2 separate regions of the Mus musculus genome follow, and region 1 is linked to region 2. The links are chromatin contacts, called in public HiChIP or PLAC-seq maps. All regions are on one chromosome and are shown on one strand. Each heading gives the region's core, a stretch centred on a gene start, on an enhancer-like site or on the middle of the called end of the contact. The rest is flanking DNA. Distances are from core to core; before and after follow the strand shown. Region 1 holds the start of E030030I06Rik (RIKEN cDNA E030030I06 gene). Region 2 holds the start of Olig3 (oligodendrocyte transcription factor 3).

Region 1 (2,700 bases), core at 68-2,567, 2.8 Mb before region 2:
TGCAGCCTTTGTAGTCGCGGAGGAGTGCAGAAAGGTTGAAGCACTATGTCAAACTTTTTTGAAATGGGGTCAAGTCACATTTAGCCAGCGTGGTAAAGCAACAACAACAACAACAAAAGTGGAGGAGGAGAGGGGGCTAGGGACCGCCGCTCCGGTCTGGGTGTGCGTGTGCTGCCCCCTCCGGGAGCCTGGGCTGGACAGGGGCGCCAAGGCCATTGCTCCCGCTACCTATGTGGCCCTCGACCCCCGGGAGAGGCCTGGAGGGTCCTTTATGCAGCTTTTTAGGAAAGCTTTCAAAGGAGCCTGGGGTGTCCCTGCCTTGTCCAGGTGGTGCTATGCTCGCACCCAGTGGGGGTCGCGCCATGTGTTCTTTAATTCCAGGCGGAAGAGCGAGCGGGGGAGGAGGGGTGCGGGGCAGGTAAACGCATGGGGACCTTTCCGGATACGCGGCTGTAGTGGAACAAGGTCCAGACCAGACTAAGGCCGCGGTGGGACGGGAAGGCTCACTCGGTCTTCCCTAAACAACAGAACGGGGATGGGACGCCCGACCGCGCCTGGGACCTAGCCTCCAGCCTTTGGAGAACAGAGCGACTGTCTTGGCTACCAACATTCAGCCGCCAAGGATACCGGGCGGGGGTTCTGAAGTCGCGATACAAGGGAGACCTAACCCTTCTCACACCCGGGAGACCTACGTTTACTGCCCCCACCCCCACCGTCGTAAGGGCGGTTGCTTTTGCACGGGTTGAAAACTTAAGGACCAGTCCCGGTTAGCTAGCAAAGTCCCGAAGTTACTTTTCAGGACAGGACAAGCAAAAGTGTGACGGACCTGCCTTTCCCATACCCTTGCGATCTTTGTGTGTGTGTGTGTGTGTGTGTGTGTGTGCACGCGCGCGCGCGGGAAAGGGAGCAGGACACTTCTCCCCTTCCAGGGCCCCTTGCTCTCCCACCTCTAGTAGCCCCAGCCCTCCCCTACCAGATGGTCTGTCCTCCCTGAGTTTCCACAAGGGAGGTCCTCGGCGATTCGGAGGCAGAATTTCGTCTCCCGCTAAGCTTGCCATACCCCAAAGACCGTTTGTGAGAGCGAGTCTCTTTCAAATGTCTCCCTGTAGAAAAACTGAAAGTAGAAAGGAAGCAATCTCCGAGCAGATGTCTGACCACCCCTACTCGCATACTCGCAGCATTGGGTTACAGGGTCCTAGGAGCCCCAACCCCGCTCTGCGACCCCACATGGGTGAACCCCCGGTGCTTTCACGCCAGTTCCGAACTCCCCCAGGTCGCCCCGTACTCCGCGCGACGAGTCAGGGAGGGCAGCTGAGAACAACGATATAGGTATAAATATTGAGCCGTGACACTGATGCGCCCGGCGCCCCCCTCCCCCGCACTCCGGGCACACTCTGGGCTGCTCCGCACGCCCCCTCTTGTCCCGCTGCGTCCCGCTCGGCGCTCATCCCCAAGGGGCCCCAGCAACCTCTTCCTTTCAAAGACAGCACGAGCCGTGCTGGGGAAGAAAAGTAACTTGGTTTTTCTCCGAGAAACCTGGCCGGATTAGGCAGCCAGGGCGAGTAGAGGGGAGAATGAGGGGAGCTGGTGGAACCCGATGGAAGTCTCCCGGGCAGTCTGATCACACTTTCTCCTTGTCCTCCGGTCTCCTCCTCCTAGGTGCAGAGATTGTGGGCAGACTACGTAATCGCTGCGGAGGGGGAAGAGGAGGGATCTCCGGCGGCGGCGGCAGGGCGCGGAGACTCAGCTGGGCGGAGTTTCGCGGCTGCGCCCGGCTTGCGCCCGCGGGCGAGAAGGTCGGTCCGTCTAGCCCGGGGGCCCCCGAGGCGTGTAAGTCAGAGAGTACGCACCCCGGTTCCTCTGTGCCGCACCGACAGCCTGCAGCCAGCAAGGAGAAGGACAGCCTGGGTGGCGCCGATCAGAGTACGAGTGCTTGGCAGAGATCGGCGAAGGCCCCCGACCTGAAGAATGGCGGCCGCTTCCTGATTCCGAAGCGCCAGCGAGTACAGACCAGTGAGGAGGACTTGCGGCTCTCCACCGTCCGTGAGGTGGCGGTGCTGAGGCACCTGGAGACCTTAGAGCAACCCTACGTGGTCAGGTGAGCCTGGAGCCCTGGCTATGGGGTCCGGGAATGTGCTGGGCAAGGGGCGGCTGGTTGCCCAACTAAAGTTAAGAGTTGAGTTTCCTCAGATAAAACCGGTGACCCTGCTAGACAGGCAGAAAAAGAGACCTGCGGTGGCTCCCCTCCCCCTCCCACACCGCTCTGCGTGCCCCAAGGGGTCTGGGGGCTTTGGGTGTCTTTTAGGGACAAAACCAGACAACCCCAAGCCCTCTAGGACTCAGTCTACAGAATCTTCCTGGGCTGGGTGTTAGTTTTGTTTTTTGGTTTTTTTTTTTTTTCTGTTTGTTTGTCTTTTGGTTTTTTGGGGTTTTTTTTTTTTTTTTTGGTTTTTTGTTTGTTTGTTTGTTTGTTGTTGTTTTTCGAGACAGGGTTTCTCTGTGTATCCCTGGCTGTCCTGGAACTTACTCTGTAGACCAGGCTGGCCTAGAATTCAGAAATCCGCCTGCCTCTGCCTACCAAGTGCTGGGATTAAAGGCGTGCGCCACCACGCCCGGCTCCAATATAGTTAGACTTATAAGTACATTTTTACTTTTTTTTACTACATTTTAATTTTAATTACTACATAAATAAGTAAAAAG
Region 2 (2,700 bases), core at 186-2,685:
CTCTCTCTCTCTCTCTCTCTCTCTCTCTCCATTGTCTCTGAAAAATCTATAAGGGCAGAGACAATCATAAGTGTATCTAGCTCGATGAAATATTTACATTTGCTTTGCACAAAAGGGATAGCCATCTTTCCTCCAAGATAAGAACACAGCCAGAAAGAGCCAACTCCAAAGTTCCTTTGCAAGTTTTAAACTCCACTGATCCCATCGTTAAACAACAAATGCAGTTTTGACAAGAGCATACCACAGTGAGAAATACTGGCGTGGCATGAGGGAAAGAAGCATGCATGCAAAACAGGACTTCGGGTTCCAGTCCCCTTCGCTAACACCTAGGTATTCCAGTTTGGTTTTGGCACGCCCCGCTGGGGTGGGTCAACTGGAATCTGGATCTGTAGGGCGCTGGCGAGGCCTGGGGCCGCGCGCCCACCCTCCCGCAGGCCGAGCAGTCTCCCTTTCCCTCCTGGCCCGGCACTGCGACCCCTGCCTCAGCTCTCCCTTCCTCCTCCCGGCCGGGCCAGCCCGTGGCTCACTTGAGCAAGTCCTTGGATTCAGCCGAAAGCCGGGCCATGTTGGCGGTGGAGAGAGCGGACAGGTGCGGCGGTGGTGGCATCTGGCAGATGGTGCAGGGACAGGGCAGCCCCGCCCAGTGCTGGAAGCCGCTGCCCAATTGTAGCGCGGGCGGCGTGGAGGGCGCCTTGAGCAGTGAGTGGGGAGGACGGATGGTGCCAATGGTCGGCAGGGAGGTCGCGGACAGAGGGGACGAGGCATTGCCAGAGGAGAGCGCGCCGCCCAGGATAGGGTGCACCGGGTGCACAGCGTTGGCTGCGTGTGCCGGGTGGCCGGCCGAATGCCCCACAGTCCCACAGTGGAAGGCCGAGTGGTGTCCCCCGTAGATCTCTCCAACCAACCTCTTCATCTCCTCCAGGGAGCTGGTGAGCATGAGGATGTAGTTTCTGGCCAGAAGCAGAGTGGCGATCTTGGAGAGCTTGCGCACCGAGGGCCCGTGAGCGTAGGGCATGACCTCGCGCAGACCATCCATGGCGAGGTTCAGGTCGTGCATCCTCTTGCGTTCGCGTCCGTTGATCTTCAGCCGCAACTGCTGAAGATCCTGCTCCGACAGCTGCTTCTTGATTTTGTACTTGCTGCTTTCTCCTGCAGCCTTGGCGCCTGCCCTCGAGAGGCTTTCCCCTGGCATCTTCTGGACCATATCGCCCTGTGTGGAGGAGACCGAGTTCAGACGACTCTCCTGATGGTGGTGGTGGTGGCGGTGGTGGTGGTCTCTTAGGTACATCTCATCCATGTCCGGAGATGACGCTCTGCTGGAGACAGAGCTCGAATCAGAATTCATTTTATTACAAGAGATGCGGCCTTATGGTTGAGGAGCCTTTAGGCAGGAAATTAAAGAGAATCTTGAATTAAAAAAAAAAAAAAAAAAAAAGCAAGGTCCAGGAACCCACTTCCCCAGTTGTAAAACCAGAGAAGAAAAGTCAAGGCCCTGCCTTGCCCCGCCTCTCTCTCTCTCCTGGCTTGCTTCGCTATCTCTGGTTTAGCTGTTTCCTGCACTGCACATTGGTGTGTGCCTGAACTAACCTCTTGCAGTAAAAGAGGGGCTTTTATAGCGCTGCAGTGGAGAAAAGAGACAAAAGGAGCCCTCCTATCTATCCTGGGCTGGTTAAGATGACGTGCCATCATCATTCAGGGCGGTGCGCTTTGCTGTCCCAGTTAGCAAGGATTCCTATTCATATTCATTGTGGGGCCGCCCTGGGACACCTCTGCTTGGAACCACAAGGAGCCCCCAGGCACAAAACCCTTTGATTGACACACTCACCGCGGATGCACTGGACTTCTTGTTTTTGTTGTTGTTTTGTTCTTTAAAAACTTTCTTCTGTGCCACTCCCCTCATTCTATTTCTTTTAACCAAATCTTACACTTAAAATGAAGGGAAGGAACAGAAGTTGCCTGGAAGATCAGCCTACGACGTTACTTTGGACTTAGAAGATATGGGTTGTTCTCTATCTAGTTTACAGAAATGTGGGCAAAACAAGGTCTCAATAGAAAGCCGGATACCGGAGCCAAAACGGGGCAGGTTCAACCAGGGAGACTTGGAGACTTTGCTGACTGAAGTTGTTATTCACTGGTACATTTTCTCTAAATTCAGTTAATTTTGTTTATTTGCCCTTTCCGGTAAATTAAAAAAAAAAAAAAAACATGTGCCCATTTGGCAATGCGTTTTTGCCTTTGATGCTACTGTGGAGAAGTCTTCTTTTGCGTTAAAAATAGCGAATTGAAATAATTTTGGTTTTGTACATTTCTTTAACTTCTTAGCTATAGAACTGAGGGAGGAGAGACAAAACCCCCAATGTTATATGAAAATCAATTTAGGAAGAAAATTTGGGGAGAGAAAAGGGTGAAGAAAAATGGGAGAGTTAGGGATTGAAACGAATCTCAAGAGCTCGGTACAGATCTTTGGGGTTCCAGCTTCCCAAATGGGGTAGCTAACTGCCTTCTTCGCCTCAAGTTCCACTGTGTGTTGGGATGGGATGAAGGCAGTCTTTGGCCTCAGGGTGAAAGCTGAGAGCATCCAGAGTTTAGCACCAGACCACCTGGAGCGGCAGCTGAGCAGAGCGGGAGTTCAGGGTAAAATCAAGTGTGTGGTGTGTGTGCGTGTGCATGTGTGTGTGTATGTGTGTGCACAGGACCTGG

What was found. HiChIP or PLAC-seq counts read pairs in DNA pulled down with a chosen protein or histone mark.
Region 1: an H3K4me3 HiChIP or PLAC-seq map of embryonic forebrain shows a contact between it and region 2, with 14 times the contacts expected there. The contact joins the promoter of E030030I06Rik here to the promoter of Olig3 in region 2. A contact is called at or near these places in 2 of 39 promoter capture datasets (cranial neural crest and hippocampal neurons) and 2 of 115 datasets of contacts at active chromatin or transcription factors (astrocytes and embryonic forebrain).

What each region holds. Positions count from the first base shown.
Region 1 is chr10:22,147,887-22,150,586 of GRCm38.p6, reverse strand. It overlaps E030030I06Rik (RIKEN cDNA E030030I06 gene), which reads left to right and starts at 1,317. Exons shown (of 2, transcript NM_001254745.1): 1 at 1,317-2,098. The coding sequence starts at 1,575.
Region 2 is chr10:19,355,274-19,357,973 of GRCm38.p6, reverse strand. Olig3 (oligodendrocyte transcription factor 3) reads right to left here and starts at 1,435. Exons shown (of 1, transcript NM_053008.3): 1 at 1-1,435. The coding sequence starts at 1,345. The coding sequence ends at 524.